3 separate regions of the Mus musculus genome follow, and regions 1 and 2 are each linked to region 3. Evidence: chromatin contacts called from public Hi-C and HiChIP or PLAC-seq data. All regions are on one chromosome and are shown on one strand. The core of a region is the stretch at or near the end of the contact, and the rest is flanking DNA. Distances in the headings are between cores, read along the strand shown.

Evidence for each region. A called contact is a pair of places that touch in the nucleus more often than the background predicts. HiChIP or PLAC-seq counts read pairs in DNA pulled down with a chosen protein or histone mark.
Region 1: an H3K27ac HiChIP or PLAC-seq map of embryonic stem cells shows a contact between it and region 3, with 3 times the contacts expected there. The contact joins the enhancer-like site here to the promoter of Calb2 in region 3. A contact is called at or near these places in 15 of 39 promoter capture datasets (the 3T3-L1 cell line, 3T3-L1-derived adipocytes, the C10 cell line and 11 more), 1 of 484 Hi-C or Micro-C datasets (brain), 8 of 115 datasets of contacts at active chromatin or transcription factors (embryonic basal ganglia, embryonic midbrain, embryonic stem cells and 1 more) and 1 of 9 other capture datasets (embryonic stem cells).
Region 2: a Hi-C map of cerebellar granule neurons shows a contact between it and region 3, with 1.6 times the contacts expected there. The contact joins the enhancer-like site here to the promoter of Calb2 in region 3. A contact is called at or near these places in 11 of 39 promoter capture datasets (3T3-L1-derived adipocytes, the C10 cell line, HPC-7-derived erythroid cells and 6 more), 2 of 15 datasets of contacts at CTCF or cohesin (embryonic stem cells and stem cell-derived epiblast-like cells), 8 of 484 Hi-C or Micro-C datasets (brain, cerebellar granule neurons, embryonic stem cells and 1 more), 5 of 115 datasets of contacts at active chromatin or transcription factors (VIP interneurons, bone marrow-derived dendritic cells, embryonic basal ganglia and 2 more) and 1 of 9 other capture datasets (embryonic stem cells).

The regions. Positions count from the first base shown.
Region 1 is chr8:110,517,235-110,521,261 of GRCm38.p6, forward strand. Hydin (HYDIN, axonemal central pair apparatus protein) reads left to right here. Exons shown (of 87, transcript NM_172916.2): 42 at 1,847-2,067. Among named protein-coding and RNA genes, the nearest start is that of Gm21283, 17 kb to the left of the region's middle. Within about 2 kb of position 2,682, at least 8 of the 459 cell types and tissues checked have an H3K27ac peak or open chromatin away from gene starts, as enhancers often do. A contact at or near this core is called in embryonic stem cells, where this site is marked.
Region 2 is chr8:110,535,819-110,539,450 of GRCm38.p6, forward strand. It overlaps Hydin (HYDIN, axonemal central pair apparatus protein), which reads left to right. Exons shown (of 87, transcript NM_172916.2): 49 at 2,487-2,695; 50 at 2,901-3,083. Among named protein-coding and RNA genes, the nearest start is that of Gm21283, 35 kb to the left of the region's middle. Within about 2 kb of position 2,208, at least 4 of the 459 cell types and tissues checked have an H3K27ac peak or open chromatin away from gene starts, as enhancers often do. A contact at or near this core is called in cerebellar granule neurons, where this site is marked.
Region 3 is chr8:110,166,883-110,170,987 of GRCm38.p6, forward strand. Calb2 (calbindin 2) reads right to left here and starts at 1,330. Exons shown (of 11, transcript NM_007586.2): 1 at 1,162-1,330. The coding sequence starts at 1,255.

The sequences.
Region 1 (4,027 bases), core at 1,432-3,931, 350 kb after region 3:
CCTCTGCCCTCCTTGCCCTCCTTTGCTCTAGTAAACATACTGTTCTCACTTTATTTCATTTTGTGCTATTTATCTATTTCACAGTTTTTATGCTTGGCTTAGCTATTGACCTATCCATCCTCATGTAATAGGTTATATAAAATATACCACTGTAGTTGATTTTATTTTATTTTTATGTGCTACTGGAAATTTTTTTAAATTACATACATCATTGTGACAGCAGTGGTTTGGATCATTGTTCAGAAAAATTGAGCAGCGAAGGGGACGGGGCAAAATGATGACAGGGCACAGAAGAGGGACAATGACGAAAGAAAGAAGAAAGGAAAACAGAGGAAGAAAGGAAAAAAAGAAGGAAGTTATGTATTCAAATGAAAACTTTTGTTATGGTTGTGTCTAGCTGCTCTTATTGAAATATGGAGGGTGTGACAGAAGAGAAACAGCTAGAGGCTCATGGACACTGTAAAGAGACTGTATGATCAGTGGATCACAGAGCAGGCAGGAGAGCCAGAGTCCATAGTGAAAAATGGTCGAGACTGAGGGGAGATGCTAGTGGCCAGTGCTTCTGAGGAAGCTGAGGGGAGCAAAGCAGAGATGTTGGGCCTGGTGAGGGGCCTGGTGGAGAGTCTGGTAAGTTAGAAGACTAGCACCCTTCATAACTGCTGTAGAACTCAGCTGTGACTTTTTCCACTAGGGAGTTAGGCGTCCCTAGTCCTCCAGCAGGTGCAGTGTGGCTTTTCTGTACATAGCCCCAAATACTGGGAGAGGGGAGAAGGGAATTGCAGGAAACGATAAGCCAGCGGGGAACTGTAGCTATGAGGGAGCCCTGGAGAGTTATACGCTGAGATGATTGGCAGGAGCATTGAGGCCGAGTCTCCCCGAGACCTAGAGGACCACTGATGTTGCTTGGCTTATGAGACAAAGAATGTGTCCTCCACCCCTGGTCTCCTTCAGGGGTGCCCAGCCCATCTTTGAAGTCAGAATCCCAGGGGGCACAATGAGACAGGGCAAATATGTCAAGCAAGGGGGCCATAAGACGACTCTGAGGCTCAGGGCTGGCACAAAGGCACTCTAGCAAGTGCTTATCTAAGTAGATTTTAACTGAAATTTTAGAAAGTGGGTTATTTCAAGAGGGAGCTGAGAAGGTAGCAGTCTGCTTGGAAGGAGAATCAGGAACAAAACGGAGAAAATAACTGCATGAGTGAAGGTCCCATTTGCTAATAACCACATACTTCTTGTTTAATTCATTCTTCATTAGAGTTGGTTCTGCTGAGGGCAGAAAAAACTCTGCCCTATCTGCTCCTCGACCTTACCACTGCCCAAAAGCTCAGAAGGTTAAGGGTCAGATTGTCAAGGCAAGGCCTTAGTGCACACGCAACTTAAGAAACCCTTGGCTTCTGGGCCAAGAAAGAAAATGGGCACAGACGGTTATAAGAGCTATAGAAAAGATGGGCAATATGGTAGTTTGAATGAGAAATGACCTAACACACACACACACACACACACACACACACACACACACAGCTCAAATATTTGAATATTTGGTCCCAGTTGGTAGGGACCAAAATAAAAACTAAAAGTCTATAAAATTGCCTTTGGTCATAGTATTTTATCACAACTATTAAAAATTAAAAGTAACTGATGCAGGCACAAAAGAGCTCAGGACCCCAGGGGAGCCATCCTCTGATACTCAGTGGGTGGAGCCTCTTCTTCCCGCCCAGGTCAGTCAGCTGTATATGAAGATTGCTCAGTATTCTGTAAGAGAGTAACATAGGCTGCAGTGTATTGTCCCCCACTGTCCTTTCCTTCATATGGTGACTTTTACTGAAACCCCACCTTCTTCCAGCAGCTCATGAGTCTTCAATGACCCAAAATACTGTGGTACCAGCACGACTAAGCACTGAGAACTTGGGCAGGTTTACCTCAGAGCTCACTCTAATAACCCAGGAATACAAAGTTCCGAAGACCGTGCGCGGGAGTGTGATGCTCCCCAAAGGCAAGGCGGACAGCCACTTTACTGGGTCTCAGAAGCAGCATCACCAGCACCAATCCGAAACACCGCAGGTACAGGTACGCAGGGATCCCTGGAAAGAGGGTTGGGAATCCTTCCTCCCCCTTCACAGCATCCTGCGGCCAGGCCAGCACCCCGTGGCTGCCCTACACCACTCCTTCAGAAACTAGTACACAGCCACCTGGTACCCAGTAAGCACTATTCTATTACTGGCACCGCACTGGATCCCAGAGGGATGACAGTGACAAAAGGAAGGTCTCCCACTCAAGCCGCAGTAGTGGCGAGTCGACGAGGAAGCCGATCATGCTCACAAATTGCCTGGAGCAAAACGGTGACAGGAGATAGCCACAAGAGAAATTCGGTTGAACCTTTTAGAATCTCATAATAATAATAATAATAATCTCCTATGACTCAAACAGTACAAGAGGAACATAAAGGATTGTCCTATTAAAATAAGTGGTGCTGGGCTGTAGGGAAAGTCGGTGTAGGTCATAAAGAAGTCATTTGGCCCCAGCCACATGCTGGGGAATGTAAACTGCCATCTTGGCAAAAACGCCGTGCTAAAGGCAGAGACATCCAATGAAATCAAGGAATGAGCAGTGGGTAGAGAGTGAGGGCCAGTGAGTATCAGCCCTTGAGATGTGAGCGGAAGGGCTGGAAGGACTTGCCAGGGACCACGCCCAAGGTCAAGTGTGTGGTCACTGGGAGAGAAACAAAGGCAAAAGTAGGAAGCAGGCCTGAAATGAATGCAGCCCCAGGGGACTTGTCACCCATGGTAACGTCTATGTTCCCAAGCCACGTGTTCTGCTCAGAATAGACCATATTATCGTCTTCTTAAAGAGCAGGAAGCATGGGTGGATGGTACTCTTGCAAAATGTAAGGTCCACACAGGAAGAGATGAGATCCCAAGAGAAAAGGAAAAGGGTTGATCAGTTAAAAGATAACTCCCTCTGGGATCCATAAAGGTTCAAAAGAAGAAAAAGATACAGCTAAGGATAGGAGATGTGAGATGGAGGGTGGAAGTTGGGGAAATCTTACCCTATCACTCTTGTATGTATGTGTATAGGAGGTATGGTCTTTTATAGGAGGCAGTGAGGAGTTTGGGGTTAGAGGCTGCCTTCCCTACAGGGGACTGGTAGAACACAAATATCTCCACTGTCACAACGGGACCCGAAACTGGTGCTGCATAAAGAGAGAGTTGAGAATGCCGACGGCCCAACTAAGACTAGAACCTCAAGTTCACAGTTTTACTAGTTCCCCCAAGTGGCCCCTGGCAGGCCTCATTCAGAGACAGAGAAACAAGAAGTTGTCGTTGGAGCAGAGGAAGGGTATGCTCAGAACTAGGTACAAGGCAGTTCAGGTGGCGTCAGTAAGAGGAGGCCAGCCAAAGTAAAGAAAGAATTAGAGGACATGGAGGGGGAACGGGAAGATCTGAGGGTCTTCAGACCCTCAGTCTTGGAATCACGCTGCCTAGGCACCAGGTGTTTCATAGTAGGTATCTAAGGTGGACAGAGATAGCTGAAGATCCTTATAGAGAGGAGATACAACAGGCTCATAGAACTTCATAAAAAGAAAGCCGAGCATTAAATTAGGAATGCAGGTTAAGTAAAGATTTAGCTCCTAACAGGAATGGAGACCAGAATATAGATGGGACAGGTGAATGGAGCAATGTCCGCCCTGGAGAAGACACCTACAGGTGGACGGAGCATCTCAGGGGCTAAACTGGTGCCCAACAAGGTCTTTTATCTGCACCTCCCCTATAAGTGCGTTTTGTGTTCATAGTACCTTGTGAGCTGGAGCCCCTGGCTCGTTTTCTTTGGGAGCCCCAGCCTTTAACCCTCTTCCCTGAGAGCTATGACATTCTTTACACCGATGCTCGTATTTGTTAAAAATAGGGCATCATGGTAAGTTTTGCTTGTTTTCCTTCTATCAATCTAGAAGTAAAGACTTTTAGAATGTTTTGGGGACAGCAGAAAATCCCAGTTCTGACTCTAGCTCTCTCTCTCTCTCTCTCTCTCT
Region 2 (3,632 bases), core at 958-3,457, 370 kb after region 3:
ACCATGTGTGTGTGTGTGTGTGTGTGTGTGTGTGTGTGTGTGTGTGTGTGTGTTGATAATGCATACATACAGCATAGTTTCTATACACGAGAGAAAGGGTGAGGTATTTGTTTTTCTGGTTCTGGTTTTTTCCACATAATGGTTTCTAATCGATTCCATTCATTTTCCTGAAAGTGACACAATTTCACTCATTTTTATAGCTGAATGAGACTCTGTGTGTGCGTGCGTGTGCATGTGAGCATGTGTGATTTTCTTTTCCCGTTCATCTGTTGCTGAACACCTAGGCTGACTACACACAGCTTGGCTGTTGTGAATAGAGCCACAATAAACATACATGAGCAAGTACCTCTGTGGTGTGTTGACATAAGCTTCCTTTGAGTACATTCCCAGGAGTGGTAGAGTGGGATCATAGGGTAGTGGCTTTTTATGTTGTTTGTGTGTGTGTGTTTGTTTGTTTGTGTTGAGGAACATCCATGCTGATTTCCGTGATGGCTGCAATAGTTTGCATTTCTGACAGCTGTGTAGTTTTAATGAATCTCCCTGATAAGAGGTGGCTTAGTCGGGGTTTCTATTCCTGCACAAACATCATGACCAAGAAGCAAGTTGGGGAGGCAAGGGTTTATTTGGCTTACACTTCCATACTGCTGTTCATCACCAAGGAAGTCAGGACTGGAACTCAAGCAGGTCAGAAAGCAGGAGCTGATGCAGAAGCCACGGAGGGATGTTGTTTACTGGCTTACTTCCCCTGGCTTGCTCAGCTTGCTGTCTTATAGAACCCAAGACTACCAGCCTAGAGATGGTCCCACCCACAAGGGGCCTTTCCCCCTTGATCACTAATTGAGAAAATGCCTTACAGTTGGATCTCATAGAGGCACTTCCCCAACTGAAGCTCCTTTCTCTGTGATAACTCCAGCTGTGTCAAGTTGACACAAAACTAGCCAGTACAAGAGGTTGTTGTTTTGTTTTGTTTTTTACCGCATCTATTGATCATTTGTACTTGGTCTTTTGAGAAGTAACTTCCATTTCATTTGCTTGTTTATTGGTTGGAGTTTGGTGGGAGGTGTTTTAATTTCTGGGTTTTTCATCTACTCTAGATAGTAATCCATTGTCAGATACATAGCTGGCAAAAAAAAAAAAGTTTCCTCTTGTCCCATGAGCTGTCTTCACTCTGCTCATGGCTTCCTGTGCTGAACAAGCGCTCCTGAGTTTCAGGCAGTCCAGTTGTTAGTTCTTGAAATGATTTCCTGAGCTGTTAGAGTCTCTTTCCACCCCTGCCTATGTCGGTATCTTAAAGTGTTCTGTCTGTCCTTCCCTTTCTCTCTTTCAGAATTTCAATTCTTGCATTGAGGTTCTTAATTCATTTTGAATTGCTTTGATGAAAAAGATGGGTGTAGTCTCATCCCTTTACACGTGGGCACCCAGGGGTTTTTAGCACTGTCTGGTAAAGACACCGTCTCCCCTCAATAGATGGTCTTTTTTTTTTTTTTAGATTTATTTATTTCATTTATGTGAGTACACTGTAGCTGTCTTCAGACACGCCAGAAGAAGGCATCGGATCCCATTACAGATAGCTGTGAGCCACCATGTGGTGGCTGGGAATTAAACTCAGGATCTCTGGAAGAGCAGTCCGTGCTCTTAACCATTGAGCCATCTCTCCAGCCCTCAATTGATGTTTTAACTTACATTATATATTTGACAAGGTTAGGTGATGGAGTCACATGGGTTGGTTACCACGCTCTCTAGTTTAACTGACCAGCAGCGTTGCTCTTTTTCCTCATGAATGCTTTGGCAAACCAGGATCTTTGTGCTTCCATATAAACTTAGGATTGTCCTTCTATCGTGTGACTATTGTCCTCAGAGTTTCGAGAGGGGTTGCATTAAATCCAAAGATAGCTCTTGGTAGTGTGGCCTATTGTCACAATATTAATTCTGACAGTCTACGAGCATGAGAAGTCTTCCTAGTGTCTTCTTAATTTCTTTCTTCAACTCAAACTAGCTTATAACCTTGGTGTGTGTGTGTGTGTGTGTGTGTGTGTGTGTGTGTATTTGTGCTCCTTCCCAAAATAGTAAGAGATTCTTTTGAGTCCCTTTTGAGTCCTTAGAACAAAGAGAAGGCGAAAGGAAATGATGGGGAGTGGACTGTACCAGTAAAATGTTAGCCATCATGTGGCAGGTGGCCGGAAAACCTGGCCCAGGCAATGCCAAGGAAGTTGAATGCCCAGCTGTCTATGGTGGGACCCTGCCAGGAGCTGAAACTCATCCCATATGCTCTCTCTCTCCCCGCAATTGCTGTAGCATTTCTGCTTCCTCCTTGAGGGAACAGAGTACCCATAGAATCACTGATCTTGTCACTAACTCAGGAAACTGCTGGCCCTACCCTTTCCTACGACCATTGCTCACCAACCAGACTGCAGACATGCCCTAAGCACCTCTGTCTTTACTGTGTGCCCGAAGTATTTAAGCCTTTGTGCCCGTTTTGAATTCAGGCTCAAGAGGAACAACCCTCTCCACCTAAGGGAAGCAAACAGAAATTGAAAGACAAACCAGAGCAAGTGCGGGAAACTCAGAAGGAAAAACGACGCACTTACTCCAGCAGGAAAGGCCTCCCTGGGGGAACATCGGGGAGCATTGTTCCGATGTCTGACATAGACCAGAACAGCTTTGATGGAGAACACTCCCAGGAGAAGTTCATCAGGTAGGCCTTGCAGGAACAAGGGAGAGGGAGGATGAAGCCCCAAGTTGGGAGCACAGCTGTCAAGTACACCAGAGAAGTGCAGGGTTATAGTGAGGGAGGGGGCTTATAGCCTGCCATACCTAACCCCAGCTGTGCAGTACCTGTCCCAAGCAGTTCTCCTGTCCTCTTCACACGGTTACTTTAAATGTCTCTACGGTCCTTTCAGGCTGAATCACTTCCGGTGGATTGTGCCTCCAAACGGAGAGGTAACCTTGAGAGTGCACTTCTCCTCTCTAGATGTTGGCAACTATGACCAGACGTTTAATTTCGAGCTCCTTGGGACCCGCCGCCAATACCAGCTCTACTGCCGCGGAGTCTGCACCTACCCATACATCTGCAGAGACCCCAAGTAAGTGTATTTTATTTTTGAAAGAAAAGGTTGGAAAGTGTGTTTTTGAGTCACTCCACACACACCCCAAATCACTTTGAACAAGATGGGGACCAAAGAGAATGCTCAGCGGGTAAAGGTGATTCCTCCAAGTGTGCGTATGCATGCGCGTGCTTGAAATAAGGGCAACATATTTGGCATGACACCACTGGGTATCTCCAGACTAAAACAGAATAAACATGAAGTTAAAAGATAGAGAGAAAAGGTATTCTTCTGGCAAGTGAGTCTGCATAGTTAACAATTAAGCAGATTGAAAGCACTTTTACTCTAGGATGTGTCTTCCCGTTACACGAACCTCCCTAATTTTCTCATAGCCACTGAACTTCCCTGTGCAGTTTAGGTCTCACATAAACGCACCTCAGGGGAGCAAACTAGAAAAGGTGACTCCCTGCTGGAGCGAGGGGCTTTCTGTAGCTTGTCCTTTGTGTAATTCTCGCCCAGGAGCCCTGTTTTACTGAGGAACTGAGAAGCTGACTATTATGCACTGAAACTATTTAATAGTTTTTTTCT
Region 3 (4,105 bases), core at 80-2,579:
CAGAGGACCTCTGTGCACCCACTTTCATACCTTACCAAGGGGATTCGGAGAGGAAGGAGAGAATGTAGGGAGTTGCTAACCGATAAGACTATTCCCTGCCCCCTCCCTCTCAGTCCCGGGATAAACAGGGCCACTGAGCCACCACCCTGCCAACAGGTCTGAGATGCCAGTGCATTCTGGGTGTTCATCTTAGCCAGGCGTTGGAGGGTGAATTGAATTTTTTTTTTCCTTTTCTTTTCTTGAGTGATAGAAAAGTCTCGGGCAATATCAGAAGCTGGGGGGTGGGAACAGAGGAGAGGTGAGGGACGGGGTGGTGTGTGTGCTCTTTTATATTTGAGTCAGATAAGACTGTAGACACTTAGAATCCCAGGTCTGGAAGCCACCTCCAAAACCATTCACCTGGACCTCACTTTTTGGGTTGGTCATTGTCAAGACCATGTAGTGGAGTGTTGGTCACTGGAGTGTGACACCACTCCCCTCCACCCCCATCTACAGACTCACAGGGTACCCAGGAATCTATATTACCAGGTAGCAGGCTGGGGGCTAATACCAGGACCCTCCCACCACATCCGCTGCTGCTGTAGTTGGGAAACCCACATACTGGTAGGGTTTTAAAAAAAAATAGATAAAGAAAGCCTTGGTTTGTTTAAAAAAAAAAAAAAGCCCCCAATGCATCCTCTACTCCTGCTCCTGGCCAACCAGGCTAGGGGAGCCGCCCCCTCCCCCCAGGTTCCCTTCAGGACGCTCAGCTTTCTCGAGCCTCTGAAACTGGTGATGGGGGTAAGAAGCAAGAAGGGAGAGTGAGGTTTGGAGACCTGTGGCTACGGGACTGGAAGCAGGGCGTTAGCTTGAAGGAAAAGGTGAGGAAGGAGGCAGGGGAATGTGTCATGGGAGCCTTTTTTTGCCTAGGCCTCCTCTCTGGGAACGCTCAGACTTGCTCAGAACCTGGGCCCTGGCCACCCTGCATTGGGAAAACTTACTGACAGTTGCCACCAGGGCAGCCGGGCATTTCCCCGAACTCAAGACCCCAGCAGGCTCTGCCACAGAACAAACCACTTGGGGGCGAAGCATACCTACCCGCATTGAGCCATGCCCCTGACCCCTTTGCCAAGCTCAGGTCCCCGAGGGTCAAGGGGCCCAGAAGTTGGGAGCTTTACTGACCGTCAGCATCAAAGTGCTTCCAGATTTCCAGGAACTGGGATGCAGTCAGCTCGGCCAGGTGCAGGTAAGGGGGCTGCTGCTGCGGGCCAGCCATGGCGAGCCGCTCCGGAGATCTTAAGCCTCTCTCTCAGCGCGCTGTCACTCGGTGCCGCTTGGCTCTGGTTCTCGCGCTGGGGCTGCGCGCCACGCTGCCTTTATATGCAGCCCGGAGCTGCGCCGCGTCGGGCCGCCGGAAGGGGGCGCGCACACTCAGGGAATCGCGCAGGGCGCGGCGCTGCACGGGCGGGGGCTCTTCTCTGCCAGGGTTCCTGGGGACCGGGAGAGAGTGTTCAATGAGACTTCTGGGTGCCCTCCGGGGACACCGCAGGTATTTAGCTGGAAATGGGGAGAGGCAGCTCCTGCCTTCCCTTCCCTCTGTCCATCTTGAGCACACCCAGTTTCTAGTCGCAGCAATAGCATTATTAACAAGTAGCAAAGCTAAGATTTGAGCCCAGAACTCTTCCTGTCCTGTGACTCCCTCGAGGGGTACCAGGATTGCAGGAAAGCAGGGTTCTCAAGGTTTTACCGTAGGTGGACAACTGGAATCGACAAGGTGCAATGAGGATTCAGATGGGAATGGAGGAACTACTCCACTGTTCAGTAACCCACTTCCCTCCGGTATCTGTCACATCCTGCAGACTTTTAGACCTTTATCCAGGTAGTAGCAGACTGGAGCCTCCCGTAGTCCCGTAGGTAGATGGCGGTAAACTCTGACCCAAAGATGTGCTGAACTTCTGTTAAAGAAAACAGACAGCAAGCACAGCACACCGTGGGGTCTCCTCAATCAGAGAGCCAGCCTCCGTCCCATATCCTCCCTACTCTAAAGGTCTGCAGTGTGTGCTTGCTTCTTGGACACCTTACCTTCAGAGCAACAGCAAGCACCCTGCCCCTAAAAAGAAGGACAGAGACTTGAATTGCTGCTCATTAACATGTGCTAATGAGTGTTAGCTGAGCTGCCTTCGAAGGGAGAGCAAAAGAGAAGGAGGTGAGAATCTAAAGCAGGTCGCTAGGGGAGAGGAGAACCCGGGGTGGGGTGGGGGGGAGGGGGGGGAGCGGAGAAGAGCAGGCTGTTTCCTGGGGTCAGGTTGAGGTAGCTCGGAGCTAACCTCAAAGGGCAACATGGAGCCCAAGTTTCAAAACTGCTGGTGTGTTGCCCAGGCACACAGTTTGAGGTTGTTTACAAGAACAGACTGGGAAAGACGCAGCAAAATAGGCTAACTGTTGGGGCTTCTGTAACCCAGCATTCCTTGCTGCCAGGGCTGAGAAATTACTAAGCTAGAGTCCCCCAGCCTGAGTCTTGCCTTCGAGAAGGCAAGAAGGCTCAGTCCTAAAGAACAGTTGCAATAGAATCAAACTCCTCGGGTCTAGTTCCTAAACAAACAACAACAAAACCTCCACAACGTTGTTTGGCTTACACAGCCTGTCTGTGCCTTGGCTTTCCGAGTCTGTAAAATGGGTGTGTGGGTATTGACATCTTGGATTGTTCTGGGGATTACATGAGTCTGTGTTCCTGTCCTTTATGCTTGTGCTCTCTGGTGAGCTTGGAAAGGATTCCTTGATCAGAGGGAGCACTGGTCAGCTTTCCATCGCCATGGTAAAATACCAGAGGAGGTCGAGTTCAAGGAGTAAAAATGTTTATTAGAGGTTTCAGTCTGTGGGCAAATTTGGTTCATTGTTCAAGGGAGCTGTCATAGGCAGAATGTCATGGTGGGGGCCTGTGGGGGGGAGAAGGCTCCTTATCTTGTGGCCAGGAAGTGAAAAAGAGGGAGGGAGTTGAAAGGAGAGGAGGAAGACAAGAGAACAAGACACAGCCTCCATGGACATTCGAATGACTTGTTACCTCCCAGTTAGTCCTATCTCCTTCAGTGTATTCAGTTATGGACCTGTCAATGGATTGATCCAGAGAGGAAGTCAAAGCCCTAACCATCCATCCACTTTCCCTTCCCCAAATCCCACCTCTGAACACCCGGCCCACTAGAAGCCAAGCCTTTAACACGGAAGCCTTTGGAGTCTGTTCCAGATTCAAACTCTTAGCTTTCTGCAACCCCCACCCCACCCCGAAGTTGCTACTGCTTCCTAGAAGGGCGAATGCCAGGGTGAGGTCCAGGGGCAGATGAGATAGGTGATGTTTCCAGAATACCAGCTTTTAAACTCCTAGGCACCCAAGGGACTAGCCTCAGACCTCCTGGCTCTAGCATCTGCCCTCGGGGTTCCTTGGAGTTGCCTCTGGCTCCCTCCCAGCCTGGGTATGCAGGCAGAAGCTGTTTGCTGGGTCTGTAAACATCCAAGGCAGTGCCCGAGTCTTCCTTCCCAGGGCTGCTGAAGCCAGGGGAAGATGGCTCCGGGTATGACTACAAAGGACTGACCACTGTGGACCCCAAATGATGCATCGGGACAGTCTCCATTGTTCACTTTGGAGGCACCAAGAGAGTCTGTTTCTGGGGGCCATTTTTGCTTGTCTCGGTCGTGTGCCCTCATGGGGGACCAAAGGGTTTAAACAAGCTCCTTTATACTCAAATTCAGTCCTGCAAAAGTCACTTAGGTATTAGAAGTCCCTGCCTTGGAGTGAGATATCGGTGAGTTTAAAGCCAAATAACTAATTGGAAGGCTTTGGGTAGGAGGTTTAACTTCCTTGAACCTTAGCAAAAATAAAGATGTTGGTAATAATAAAATAGTCTCTTTTTATTCTAATTATTATTATTAATTATACAATCATATAATAATTGTATAATTAATAGTCAATTATTATAATTATATAATGAATGTTATTATTATTTTACTTATTCACTTTACATACTTTTCACTGCCCCCTCCTAGTCACCCCCTCCCACAATTCTTCCCCCATTCACTGTCCCCTTCTCATCTGAGCAGGTGGGGGCCCCCTGGGTACCCCCTCACCTTGTCA